Regions from separate parts of the Mus musculus genome. Here region 1 is linked to region 2. A link is a contact called in public promoter capture Hi-C data. All regions are on one chromosome and are shown on one strand. Each heading gives the region's core, a stretch centred on a gene start, on an enhancer-like site or on the middle of the called end of the contact. The rest is flanking DNA. Distances are from core to core; before and after follow the strand shown. Region 1 holds the start of Tomm20 (translocase of outer mitochondrial membrane 20). Region 2 holds the start of Slc35f3 (solute carrier family 35, member F3).

Region 1 (6,061 bases), core at 1,379-3,878, 810 kb after region 2:
CCATCCGTAACGAGATCTGACTCCCTCTTCTGGAGTGTCTGAAGACAGCTACAGTGTACTTACATATAATAAATAAATCTTTAAAAAAAAAAAAAAGACATCTAATTTCAAATCCTAAATTTAAGTCCCTTTTCATTAAAAGGCAAACCGACTTAGAACACCATCCTTTCATTGCAGATGTACATGTACATCAAAAAAATTAAATTCATATTATTCAAATTCTTAAGAATCACCCAACTACATAGTTTAGAGACTTGTGAATTTACTGCTACTTGGTAGCAAAAATTTGCCAAAACAAACCAACCTTGTAGCATTCACTAATTACCGATCAGCAACAGTACCAAGGACTTCTGAAGTGTGGCTTCCCTCTGCCTTCTTGTCACTGCTGCAGTCAGTAAGTCACTGAAATCAACTGGTTCTGACTAAAGGCAAGCGGAGAAAACAAGCAGTCTAGCACAGAAAGCCACAGGGAGGAGCAGAGGCGGAAGGCCTAGGCTGCAGAAGGCCATGGATTCAATCACGGGAAGGGCAAAAAAGTTAATACTGCAAAGATGATTTTGAAAAGAACACCCTTGCAGGGCGTTATTGCCGCGCCTTTAATCCTACCATTTGGGAGGCTGAAGCAGGTTTATCTCTGAGTTCCAGGCTAGACAGGTCTGCAGAGTGAGCTTGCCTCAAAAGTTTTTGTTTTGGAGACAGGGTAGCCCTGTCTGTCCTGGAACTCAATTTGTAGCCCAGGCTGGCCTCAAACTCAGAAATCTGCCTGCCTCTGCCTCCCGAGTGCTGAGATTAAAGGCGTGCACCAACACGCCCGGCTTCAAAAGTTTTAAACAACCATAATTTTCCTGAAACAACTTATTTCTTCAACCAAAACCACTTTCTCAAGATTTCCACCAAGGCTTTCCAAAGGAATCAATCAGCCTGCTTAGCTGTCTCCCAATGTGTAGACCCACAGCCCCAAGACACTGAGTAGACTTGTGGACCCAAAAGTCACACTTAACAGTCCGCATTTATGGAGCCTTCCGTAGGTCAAGTACTTATCCCACCTAACCAACAAGAGGCAGCTTGTACCACCGTACTTTACAGTTAAGGAGATTTTTAGTGAATGCTGCTGGTCAGTACGCAATCTGGTCCCCAAAACGCAGTCTATAAATCCAAGATGCATTCTTCGCATTACTCTACCTAGCCATCGGACAAAAACACACTCTCCTTATCTCCCCACGTGAAGAAAACGATGAGGCTACTTGGGGCCTACGGGCTCAAAAAGTCCTGGAAGTCCTATAATGAGTATTAAAGGATGTACGTCTAATTCATTAGTCTCCGACCATATATAACTACGAAAAATTAAAAAACTCATTTAGAAATTCGAGAGAATGGAGTAACTGACTGACTGCAGCCCCCAAGAAAGCGAAACAAAAAAGGCCAGATTATTCCAACAAATGTGCTTTCAGACTATATATTGAAAAATAAAGAGTCTCTGTAAATTCATGGGTGGATCACATGTCCATGACTTCCCAAGGCGTGCCAAGATTTCCCTCCGGTAAAACTCTTTGAAGATGTCGCAGGTATGAAATAAGACTGAGCCACGTGAGGAGCGCAGCCCTTTGGACTCCCCCGCACTTTGTCTAGCATTCACTCATATCTTGGAAGCACCAGAGCAAAGCTGCCAAGAGGGTTTAAGAATGCAAGGACGACACCCCACTGTGCTAGTGCTGGGGCAGCACCGTCGACGGGTTTGCTGAATAGAGCACCACCGCCTTCGGGGTAGGCACCCGTCTGAAAAGCTAGCAATGAGAGGCACCAAGAGTTCGAAGCCGACCTACCAACTGCAGCAGTCCCCTGTCGTAAACACACATAAAGAATGATTGTTTTCAACGGTGACTGTTATAGAGAAAGGCTCGTGCCTGTTATCACAGCACTAGGTTGAAGCGGGGGGCTGGGGAGGTGGTGGTGGTGCTGGCTGCCACGAGGTCGAGGCTAGCGCGGGTTACAGCCTGAGCTACACAGGAGGACCCTGTCTTCAACACAAGTTGAGTGGGGGGGAATGGAGCTGGGCGTGGTGAGACCTTGAAACTGGAGGATAACCACCTTAACCTGAGCTAAAGACCTGTCTCCCACCCCCCATCCCCCAGAATTACAGAGCTGGGGAAAGGCAAAAAAGTGCTACCCCTCCCCCGAATCAGCATGCATTCCACCGCCAGCAAGATGGAGCCAGGTCGCCTCCAAGATGGAGGCCCGCGGGCACAGGCGGGACCCTGGCCGCAAGAGCGCGACGCCGGGGAGCACTCGGGGGCGCGCGGGGCCCACTCACGTTCTCGAAGCCTGTTCTTGAAGTTGGGGTCACTCCGCCTTTTGCGGTCGAAGTAGATGCAGTACCCGATGAAGAGGGCACCGCACACGCCCGCGGCGATGGCGCTGTTCCGGCCCACCATCTTCGCTCGACTGGGGCGTACGCCGGGCCGCGGCAGCCCGCCTGGCAGCGGTTAGCTCCGACCGATCGGAGCACGCCGGCCGCTCGCAGCCGCCTGCCTCCAGTCCAGACGGAAAAGGCCGAGCGCGAGGACTTCCGGCGCGCGAGGACCCCGGGGGAAGGTCCGCGGCGGGCTGTCCGCGGCGGTGCCTGCGCGGGAACGCCTGGTGCGCACGCGCAGATGGACCCAGTCTGCGCGGCTGAGACGCCAAGCTGGGGGCGGGGCGTGCACTGCAGAAGGATTTGTGCGTCATCCCGTGACCAGGGGGTCAGGGGCAGCACGTGTTTGTGGCGTGCTGAGTCAGAAGCCTCTAATCCACTGTCCTTGCTAATGAAAGACGAAGGTGGGAGCCGGCTGAGAACAGCATCTCATCTCACTGTGTCCTTCAGGAAGCCTGTGACTTGAAGTGCATGCGTTTGCTTTTTAGGTTTTTGAGACGGGCTCTCCCCTTGTAGCATAGTAGGGTCTGGAACTTGCTGTGTAGTCTGCCCTGGCCTCGAACCTGCAATCCTTTTGCCTCATCCTCTGAGCTGTGGTTTTAAAGGAAGACCTGAGCCGCCTGATCTGGCAGTATTTGCTTTGTAAATTGCGTTGTGACTGAGATTAGACACAATGATTGACTGCAAAATAATTTTATGATGTAGCCCTGGTGCGGAGAAGAAAAATGGGTTAATTCGTTCAAAAAAATTTAACCTGTAAGGAATGCAGAAGGGCAAAAAAAAAAAAAAAAAAAGTCTATGGGTGGCCCTGATTTGTGCCGTCATTAAACTGCAGTCTTGTCGTTCTCTCCCTCCTCCACAACCCCCATCAAGATTCCCAACCAGCTCGTTACTAATGCTCGAACCCACCCACCACACTTGTGGCTGGCTTTTGAAGGAAAGGCAGTCTGGTACAGCAACTGCTCCCTTCACTGAGGAAACATCGAAACCTGGGACAGTGACAAGCTATGCTGCAGTCTCTGAGAATTGGGTACAGTGATAAGAGGTAGCCGATGCAAGCCTTTCCTGCACCTCTCATTGTAAGAATGCTTTTTTTTTTCATTTATGCATATGAGTGCTCTACCTGCATGTACACCTTCGTACCAGAAAAGAGCATTAGATAGCATTACAGATGGTCGTGAGCCACCGTGTGGTCGCTGGGAATTGAACTCAGCACCTCTGGAAGAATAGCCAGTGCTCTTAACTGCTGAGCCATCTCTCTAGCCCCTTTAAGGATTTTTTGAAGCTATGTTAAGGGAGAAAAAAAGTTTACAAGAAAAAAATGTTTCATACTCATGACTAATCAGTACTTAGCCAGCACTTTTATAACAAAGCCAACTTCTATCCACTCTTGACCACTTATATACATAGTCTTGTGGCTATTAAGTATTTTATCAGATAGAACGTACCAAGAAATTACACTAAGCATCTTTAGAAAATTTCCTACAAAATACATTTTTTAATGATTTACACAATCATAGTAGCACACACATTCTAAAGGAGGAATTTCAACAGTTACACAGTACCGAATTCCAAAGTATCTAGGGCCAGTGAGATGGCTGAGTGAGTCCATGCTTTGGAAGGAGAAAACTCCAGAGTTTTCTTCTGGCCTCCACATTCACATCATACACATATTAAATAAAGTTACATCTATGCATGTATATAACCTGCTCACTCACAGGAGCTGTAAGTTGTACATAGATTATATATGCACGCACAATCTAATGTTACATCTTTATATAGTTTATGCAAAAATGCTCCAGAGTGATCAGGTAAAATTGCTGAAATTTAACTGAAAAGGTTCTAAATACTGTAAGGAAAACCAACCATAAATTATCCAGTCTTGGATACAGGAAATAGAGCTTTCTCTGCTGTAAAAGCTACACACTTTTATTTATTTTTTAATATTTATTTAATGTGAGTACACGGTAGCTGACTTCAGACACACAGCAGAAGAGTGCATCGGACAGATGGTTGTGAGCCACCATGTGGTTGCTGGGAATTGAACTCAGGACCTCTAGAAGAACAGTCAGTGCTCTTAACCACTGAGCCATCTCTCCAGCCCCACACTTTTATTTTTTACTTGTATATATGTGTGTGTAGGTTATGTTAGTGAAAAAGTGCACAAAGTCTGGGGAGACTAGAGGAGTTGGACCTAGGAGCTCAAGTTACAGACAGTTGTGAACTGCTTGACGTGGGTACTAGGAATTGAACTTAGGTACTCTGAAGAGCAGTGCATGCTCTTAACCAAGAAACCAACTCTCCAGCCTCTAGAGCTATGGGGTTTGTTTGTTTTTTGTTTAAGATTTATTTATGTGTAAGTACACTGTAGTTGTATCCAGACATTCCAGAAGAGAGCATCAGCCAGGCATGGTGGCGCACGCCTTTAATCCCAGCACTTGGGGGGCAGAGGCAGGCGGATTTCTGAGTTCAAGGTCAGCCTGGTCTGCAAAGTGAGTTCCAGGACAGCCAAGGCTATACAGAGAAACCCTGTCTCAAACAAACAAACAACAGAAGAGGGCATCAGATCTCATTACGGATGGTTGCGAGCTACTATGTGGTTGCTGAGATTTGAACTCAGGACCTTTGGAAGAGCAGTCAGTATTCTTAACTGCTGAGCCATCTCTCCAGCCCCTAGAGCTATGTTTTAAAGACCTCATTAGGTTTTCTACATGGCATTTCCCAAAGACAGAACTTTTACAACTAAAAGAGTGAAAACTTATCCTACCCTCTTGCCTACTGGACTCTGCCTGCCTGAATCAGCCTTGGCTTCCTGCTTCCCCCACTTCATCCTGGATCCAGCCCCAGCTTGGTAAGATGTGTCTGGAACTTAGGGAATGCAGCACCATGTTGTCATGTCATTCAACTTTAAAGACTGCAGTTTAATTAACATCATTTATTAGATGCTGTCTTTAAACTTTCTGGGACAGCTGTTTCATTCTGAGTGATACTAATTTAAGCATCACATTTTCCTGGAAGAGTATTTTTCTTATGAGCACCCCCCCCTCCACACACACACACACCTAATAGCCAAGGACATCATTGACCACTGTAGTCACTGGCAACGAATTAGAAGATAGTCACTCTTATCCTATCAGTCTTATTGGTTAGCAATTATTAGATATATGGGATAAGAAATGTAGATCTATACTACAATTGCAAGAGAAAGAAAAATGAGAAGTGAAGAATGTGCGTGTGTGTTTTACACAGCTCACAAGTCTTTCTTAGGGACTGTGACTATACCTGGAATCAGTATTCTCACAGTGACCATTTGAACACTTATCCTAAACACAGAGTATTAATGTTTATTATTTTTCTTTAAATACATTTCTAAGAACAAGGCTTCAAAGAAGCCTTACATATAGCATGAATTAAAAAAAAAACAAAAACAAAAACCAGACACCGTGGATGCCTCCACATTTTCTACATAATCCATAAAAAACCCAGACACTCATTGCAAGGTTTCACCACAGAAAGGAGGCAACCTCAGTTATTACTGCTGTTTTCTTGGTTTCTTCATTTGTACTTTTTTCTTTTGTCCTTTCTTTTTCTTTTTCATGAGAACTGCCTTTTCTCCAATAAATGCATTCTTGGAATGGAATTTTCCTTCTT
Region 2 (5,968 bases), core at 148-2,647:
CAGGAAGCAGAGAAAGATGAACACAAATGCTCAGCTCATTTTCTCCTTTTTAATCAGGCCAGGACCCAGCCCATGGAATGATGCTGCCCATATCTGAAAACTCCCTCATAGACATGCCCAAAGGTTTGTTTCCATGGTAATTCTAACATCAAATCGACAGACAATCAAGATTGACATCACAGTTATTAATTCCGAAGTTTTTTTGTTTTTTGTTTTGGTCAGCTCTGAGACTTTCCAGATCTGCTTGGCTGTCATCTAGGAAGACAACTTCATTTTTTCTTTCACTTCTTCCTATGTAGCAGCCATCGTCTTCCCTTTCTTGTGTAATTTAATTGTCTAGGACTGCCGGTAAGATGTTGTAGAGGCACAGCAAAGGTAGGAAGCCCTAGGTTGTCTCCCAGCAGGAAAACTGGAGTTTCTTACCTGTTTGCAGCAGGTTTCAGCAAGTTCAGCAAGTTGAGGAAGTGAGTTCTATTCTATTCCCAGTTCTCGGAGGAACAATATATCTTTTCCTAAAGTAATACATAAAGTAGCGCAGGCGGTTTGATCTCTTGGGGGAAATGTATCTCACACTCAGAAAAATGTTGGAATAGAATCTAGCTATAATTCATAGTAACCTTTCGGGACGTGATAAGGCTATTTTTCTTCTCTTATATATCTGCGTATTTTCTGACTTTGCGCTCAGTGCAGAAGAGCAGTATGGAGGGTGATTTGGAGGTCTAGAATGGCTTAGGAACAAGACACAAAAACTGATCGGAAGCTAGGTAGGACGACAGTCTCTGTAGAGGGCACTGAAGCAGTTAGTGCCCTTTTCCTTGAGCTGTGTGAGCTGAGGACTGGGCTTGATCCAGCAAATCAATTGCCACCTATTCTAAATAAGCCACTTAGTGTGCACTGTGAAATGCCAGGTTAGTTTGCTGTTTGCTTTCGTAGTAGCAGCGCTCTTTGGGGTGGCGCGCGCGCGTTTGTGTTTGGGGTGGGTGTTGGGGGGAAAGACCGAGAGACTCACGTGTCGAAACCAGAACGCCAGGACCGTGACAGGTCCCGCGCCCTAAGGTTGCAGAGCTTGCGGAGCCTGGCACACTCCGGGCTGCGAGGATCTGAACGCGCGTCCCCGCCAGGTCCACGCGCGCCGAGGCCGCCACAGCCTCGCGTCCCGGTGGCTCCGGAGCGCACTACCGGGCGCGCTCTCCGGAGCCTGGGCGTCCGTGACCGCGAGTACTAGGGCGCCGGCGGTGGCAGGCAAGGGGCGCGGCGCTGTTCTGCCACCGGCTCCGGGCAGCGGGCGCGGGCGACCTACGGGCGTCCAGACCTTTGTGGCGGCTGCCGGGAGCTCCGGCCGCGGCTCCCCTCGGCTCCAGCCTGGGCGCCCCGGGCCACTCGCTGCCGCCGCCCATGGGGATCCGAGAGTTTCCCGGCGGCGCTTCCAGGACCAAGAGCATTGCTGTGTGAGTAGAGCTGCAGGCGCGGGAGGGCAGCAGGCAGGTAGCCCCCGGGCATCCGCGACCCTGCCTAACCCGCACTGCTGCTCTCCTGGTGGGAGGGAGGGACAGAGGGACGGTCGTGTGTGGCGGAGCTTGGGAAGTTTCAGCAGCATCTCCGGGCCACTCGCCCTAGCTCACGTTGCCAGAGGCGCCCAGAGTAGGGCGCGGGACCCGACGCCGAGGTTCCTGGGAGCAGGGCACATGGCAAGCAACGCGAGGGGAGTAGCCGTGGGTCCTCACCAGTCCTCACTGACATCTCCTCCTCTCTGCCCTTGACTCATCCCGCCTTCCCGCGGCCTCAGTGGCATGAGGAGGTCACCGGACGTCAGCCCGCGGAGACTGTCCGACATCAGTCCTCAGCTCCGGCAGCTCAAGTACTTGGTGGTGGATGAGGCGATCAAGGAGGATCTGAAATGGTCTCGCTCTGTGGAGGATCTCACCAGTGGACCGGTGGGACTCACATCCATCGAGGAGCGGATCCTGCGCATCACAGGCTACTATGGCTACCAGCCCTGGGCGACCAGCTACAAAAGTAAGACCCCCCCTCCCCCGTAATTCCCTTGCCCACTAGTGGTCTCCCTGCCAGAGACACAGCTACCAGGGAAGCGCACAGGGATGGTTCACTGAACCCTCTCTTCTACATGCAGATAGGCAACTTTGATGAAGAGGCCTGGAGGCGTTTCTCAAGTCCTGAAAGCAGAGGTGGAGGTGGGAGGGAGAGAGGGGGAGGGGGCTTTGTGTTACATTTTCTCTGACACCTCCCTGACCTGTGTCCACTTCTGAGTGATTCTGAGGGTAAGCCTGTTGTGTCTATCAGTGAGAGCTGCTTCAGAGAACTGGTCTGTGTGGGTTTCTCATTGGATCCTGGTGCAGTTAGCTCAGGAGAACTCAGCCCTTGGGCCTGGAATTTAATTAATCTCTCAGGAGAAGTGATAAAGATTCATTGGATCTAGCTCCGTCTCTTTGGTTTAGGATTGTATGGGTCCTAAGCGAGAGGATTTTGTTCAGATCTTTCTAGGTATTTGAGTTTCCGGAAGATGAGTTCTTGGGGCCAGGTTGGGGTACCTCAGACTTCACCCTGAGCCTCAGCTGATGACCTTGGCTGCAATGGTGAGGCATGAAGAAACTACCTGTGCAGGCAGGACTGACTTGCTGACATCTATTTTGTTTTCTTTGGAAGGTAGAGATTTGCCAATACAAACTCAAGATATTGTTTGAGATATTACCAGGGTCCCGAGTTATGCCTCTGTAGTTAGACACTGGGAAAAGATTGCAGCTCACTCCTTCGGTGGGTCTGAGAAGGAAGCATGACTCATTCATTTGTAAGAAAGTCTAGACCAACAGCTTGATAATTCTGAAAGATATTTTTTAACCTTTTGTTGCTTGGAATTACAACACAATGTATTGGTTTTCCCTTAAGGGGAAACACTAGACATTTGTTTTATAATTTGATGATATTTACCAGTAAGAGCTTGTCTTTACATGAATTATTCTTAACACCTTCAAGTCCAAGCAGTTGGCTTTGGTCTTGTGTTGCTATTTGTAATAAAGGGCATGGTATTTGAGTGTTTGATTTCAATGGCCCGATTTGAGATTAAAGGTCTGTGGTGATTGTATGTAACCTAGTACAAAGCTTTCTGATATGCCCATATCCCCCCTGAACACCCCGCATCTTTGATTCTGCCACACGGTTTGACTTTTCATTGCAAAAGGAAGCTGTCTGTCACTGAAAGCCACTGAGCAAAGGGTAGCAAGAATCGGAACCTTTCAGAACCTAGCTTTCCTGAGGGTGTGGAGGGGATCCCCCAGATTTCCTGCTTTGCAAACTTCAGTTAGAAAATAAATATTCTGTGATCTGTGTCTCAGTTCTCTGCATTTATAATGAAGACGACGCTGTAAATTACAGGCTTCGGGAAGTCATCTCTCGGCTCCGAAGTCAGGATAAGGTTTATTTTTATGATTCCCTTCGTGGCTGGCTCTGTGCTCTTGTGCTGAGGCTTGTGATTTGTGGGGGAGCTGGTGAGCAGCTTTTGGGCAAGGAGACTCTATTATAAAGACTCCAACATACTTTGTAGTAAGACCTAGGAAGGGCCACATGGAACACAAGTCACTTGTGACACCAGCAATATTATAAACACCATCTTTCAGAGGCTTCTCTGAAGGAATAACTAGGAGAAACCAAGGCTCCAGTGTTTGCTGCCCTGTGAACAAAATCCTCACTCCATTTATCCTCTCCTTGTGAGGATTCTTTCTTCTTCCAAGGTATTTCCTCGCTACTAAAATGCTTTAGGTGACAAGTGACATTCTGATGAATTAATTGGCTTTAAGTTTAAATTTAGAGGCTCTGATGTTTTATTCATGCAGCAGGAGAGGGGTTAGGCCAGAGCGCTGATGTTTGCCATTTCTACCCAGATCCAAAAATAATAACAGAGGTATATCCATCTGGGCCACCAGGCCATTGCTTAGTTTGTTGCCTAATTCATGAACTCAACCAACTAGACGAGACAGTGATTACAAGGTAAAGTGTGTGTGTGTGTGTGTGTGTGTGTGTGTGTGTGTGTGCATGCATGTGTGTGTATGTGCGTGTGTGTGTGTGTGTGTGTATATACCTGTGTGCACAGGCCAGAGGGCAACCTTGAGTGTCATTCTTCAAGTCACACAAACCTGGAATTTGCTGAGTCGTCTGGGCCGACTAGCCAGCAAGTCTCCGCCAAGCCCCTGTTTCCACCTCTCCAGTGCTGGGATTTCAGACAGGTGACATCACACCCTGCTTTTTTATGCAGGTTCTGGGGATTGGACTCAGGCTTCAGTGCTTCCAAGAGAAACACTTCACCAGAGGAGCTCCAGAACTCTGGATGCCGAGCTTTCCTTTAACCCTAAACCGTTGGATCTTGGCACTGTTGATGTTTTTCTAGGTCGTTCTTTGTTGTGTGGGGTCTGCGCAGCATTGAGCAGTATCCCTGGCCTCTGCTCATTGGATGGCAGTAGATTGCCACTCCTCCCCCAGTTGACAACCAGAACATTTTTAGGCACCGCCAGATGTCCTCTGCAGGGCGAGCCTTTGGTTCTGAAGTACTTAGTTACTCAAGCCCTAAGGTTTGCACACCAAGCAGGCCATGATCAAGGAGTACCTATGCCTTCTGAGTTCCCTTCTCCTCCCCTGTCCTCTAGGACCATCCTTTGGGGTTTTGTGTTGGGTCACATCATAATAATCAGTCTTCTAAAGTCTCCATGGAGCAGATGCTCCTGCTGTACTCATGATTCATCTACTTGCCCTAAGTTGATGATAGTTTGTAGCGAGTACTTCGCCTCTTAACAACATCCTTGCCTCCCTTCCTCAGGCCAGAGCTGAGGAAGATGAGGAACTGGCACGCCTTCACCCAGTTCACTTTGCTTCCTTCCCTGAGGTAGACATGGATTGGGAGAGAGTTTAGATAGGAAGAAGGGACCCACAGGTTGGAAGTCCCCATGTGTATGTGGACAGACGGCTTGCAGCACAGCATGGTTGCAAACCAGTGGCCTCTCTGCCCAGGGAAACAGCACATCTTGAGATATTTCCTGGTGCTTCTTCACTTAGTAGGTACTTTGGGGAGACTCGTCCCATGACAGAACACAGAGCCAGGCAGTGGGAGATGGAGCTCCAGCGTGGGTGGCCCTTTATCCAAAGCAGCAACGACATGGCCTGCCTTACAGCAGCTACAGTCAGGCCAGTGCAGGCCAGTGCAGGAGGAGCTAAGAGCTAGCACTTACTCTGAGCAGGAACGTTCCACTTTGTCATGGGTTCCCCTAATGGCTTCTGAATGGCTTGTGCACTCTCAAACACTTTCCTAATAGAAACACTTTTTAGGAATAGCTTTGTGCAGAATGAGCTCATGCCTCACTGTGCAGAAGTCTCTTCTGGGTCTCCTCACAAAGTGCCTGCTCTGAAACGCTCCAAAGAGGGTTGATCTCGCTTTTATATACATTCATTAATACTGCACGGTGCTTGCATGTTGAGATAAAAATGATTTAATTTTAGAATATGCTGATGGGTTTAGTTTTGAGTCATTCACAGGGTGGAAGGCAAACTAGTCCCCAGAGGCTACCCTTCTCTAGCTTGCTCCCTCCAGCCATGAGCAGTGTGAACATAGACCAGGAGCATAGAAGGGAAGAGGGTAGAGATTTTCTGTTTGAGCCTCATGATATGTAGGGCATCTGATTAAAAGGACACTGTTGTTTCTGGGTTCTTTAGGCTCAAGCATTGTGGTGGCTTTGTATGTGAGTAGAGGGCATATGGGAAGAAGGTCTTTTTGATTGCTCTCATGCTATTTCTGGTAAAACATAAATGTTTATTCACCCCAGATATGGAGCCAGTGACAGGCTAAAGTAGCCATATTGCCGAAGCCCAACTTGGCAAACCAGTAGCTTTATTGACATTTCTCAAAGGAGTGTGGCAAGGGGAAACTTCCTGGACCAAGGGTAACTCAAAGCCGCTCTAGTGTGCT

What was found. Promoter capture Hi-C pulls out the DNA fragments that hold promoters and counts their contacts.
Region 1: a promoter capture Hi-C map of hippocampal neurons shows a contact between it and region 2, with 3 times the contacts expected there. The contact joins the promoter of Tomm20 here to the promoter of Slc35f3 in region 2. A contact is called at or near these places in 4 of 39 promoter capture datasets (the HPC-7 cell line, frontonasal cranial neural crest, hippocampal neurons and 1 more) and 1 of 115 datasets of contacts at active chromatin or transcription factors (embryonic stem cells).

The regions. Positions count from the first base shown.
Region 1 is chr8:126,943,293-126,949,353 of GRCm38.p6, forward strand. It overlaps Tomm20 (translocase of outer mitochondrial membrane 20), which reads right to left and starts at 2,629. Exons shown (of 5, transcript NM_024214.2): 1 at 2,312-2,629. The coding sequence starts at 2,432. It overlaps LOC115486982 (a long non-coding RNA gene), which reads right to left and starts at 2,305. Exons shown (of 2, transcript XR_003947623.1): 1 at 305-2,305. It overlaps LOC115487043 (a small nucleolar RNA gene), which reads right to left and starts at 1,688; the gene lies at 1,555-1,688. Rbm34 (RNA binding motif protein 34) reads right to left here. Exons shown (of 11, transcript NM_172762.3): 11 at 3,880-6,061. The coding sequence ends at 5,943.
Region 2 is chr8:126,137,728-126,143,695 of GRCm38.p6, forward strand. Slc35f3 (solute carrier family 35, member F3) reads left to right here and starts at 1,398. Exons shown (of 8, transcript NM_001363500.1): 1 at 1,398-1,448; 2 at 1,787-2,016. The coding sequence starts at 1,791.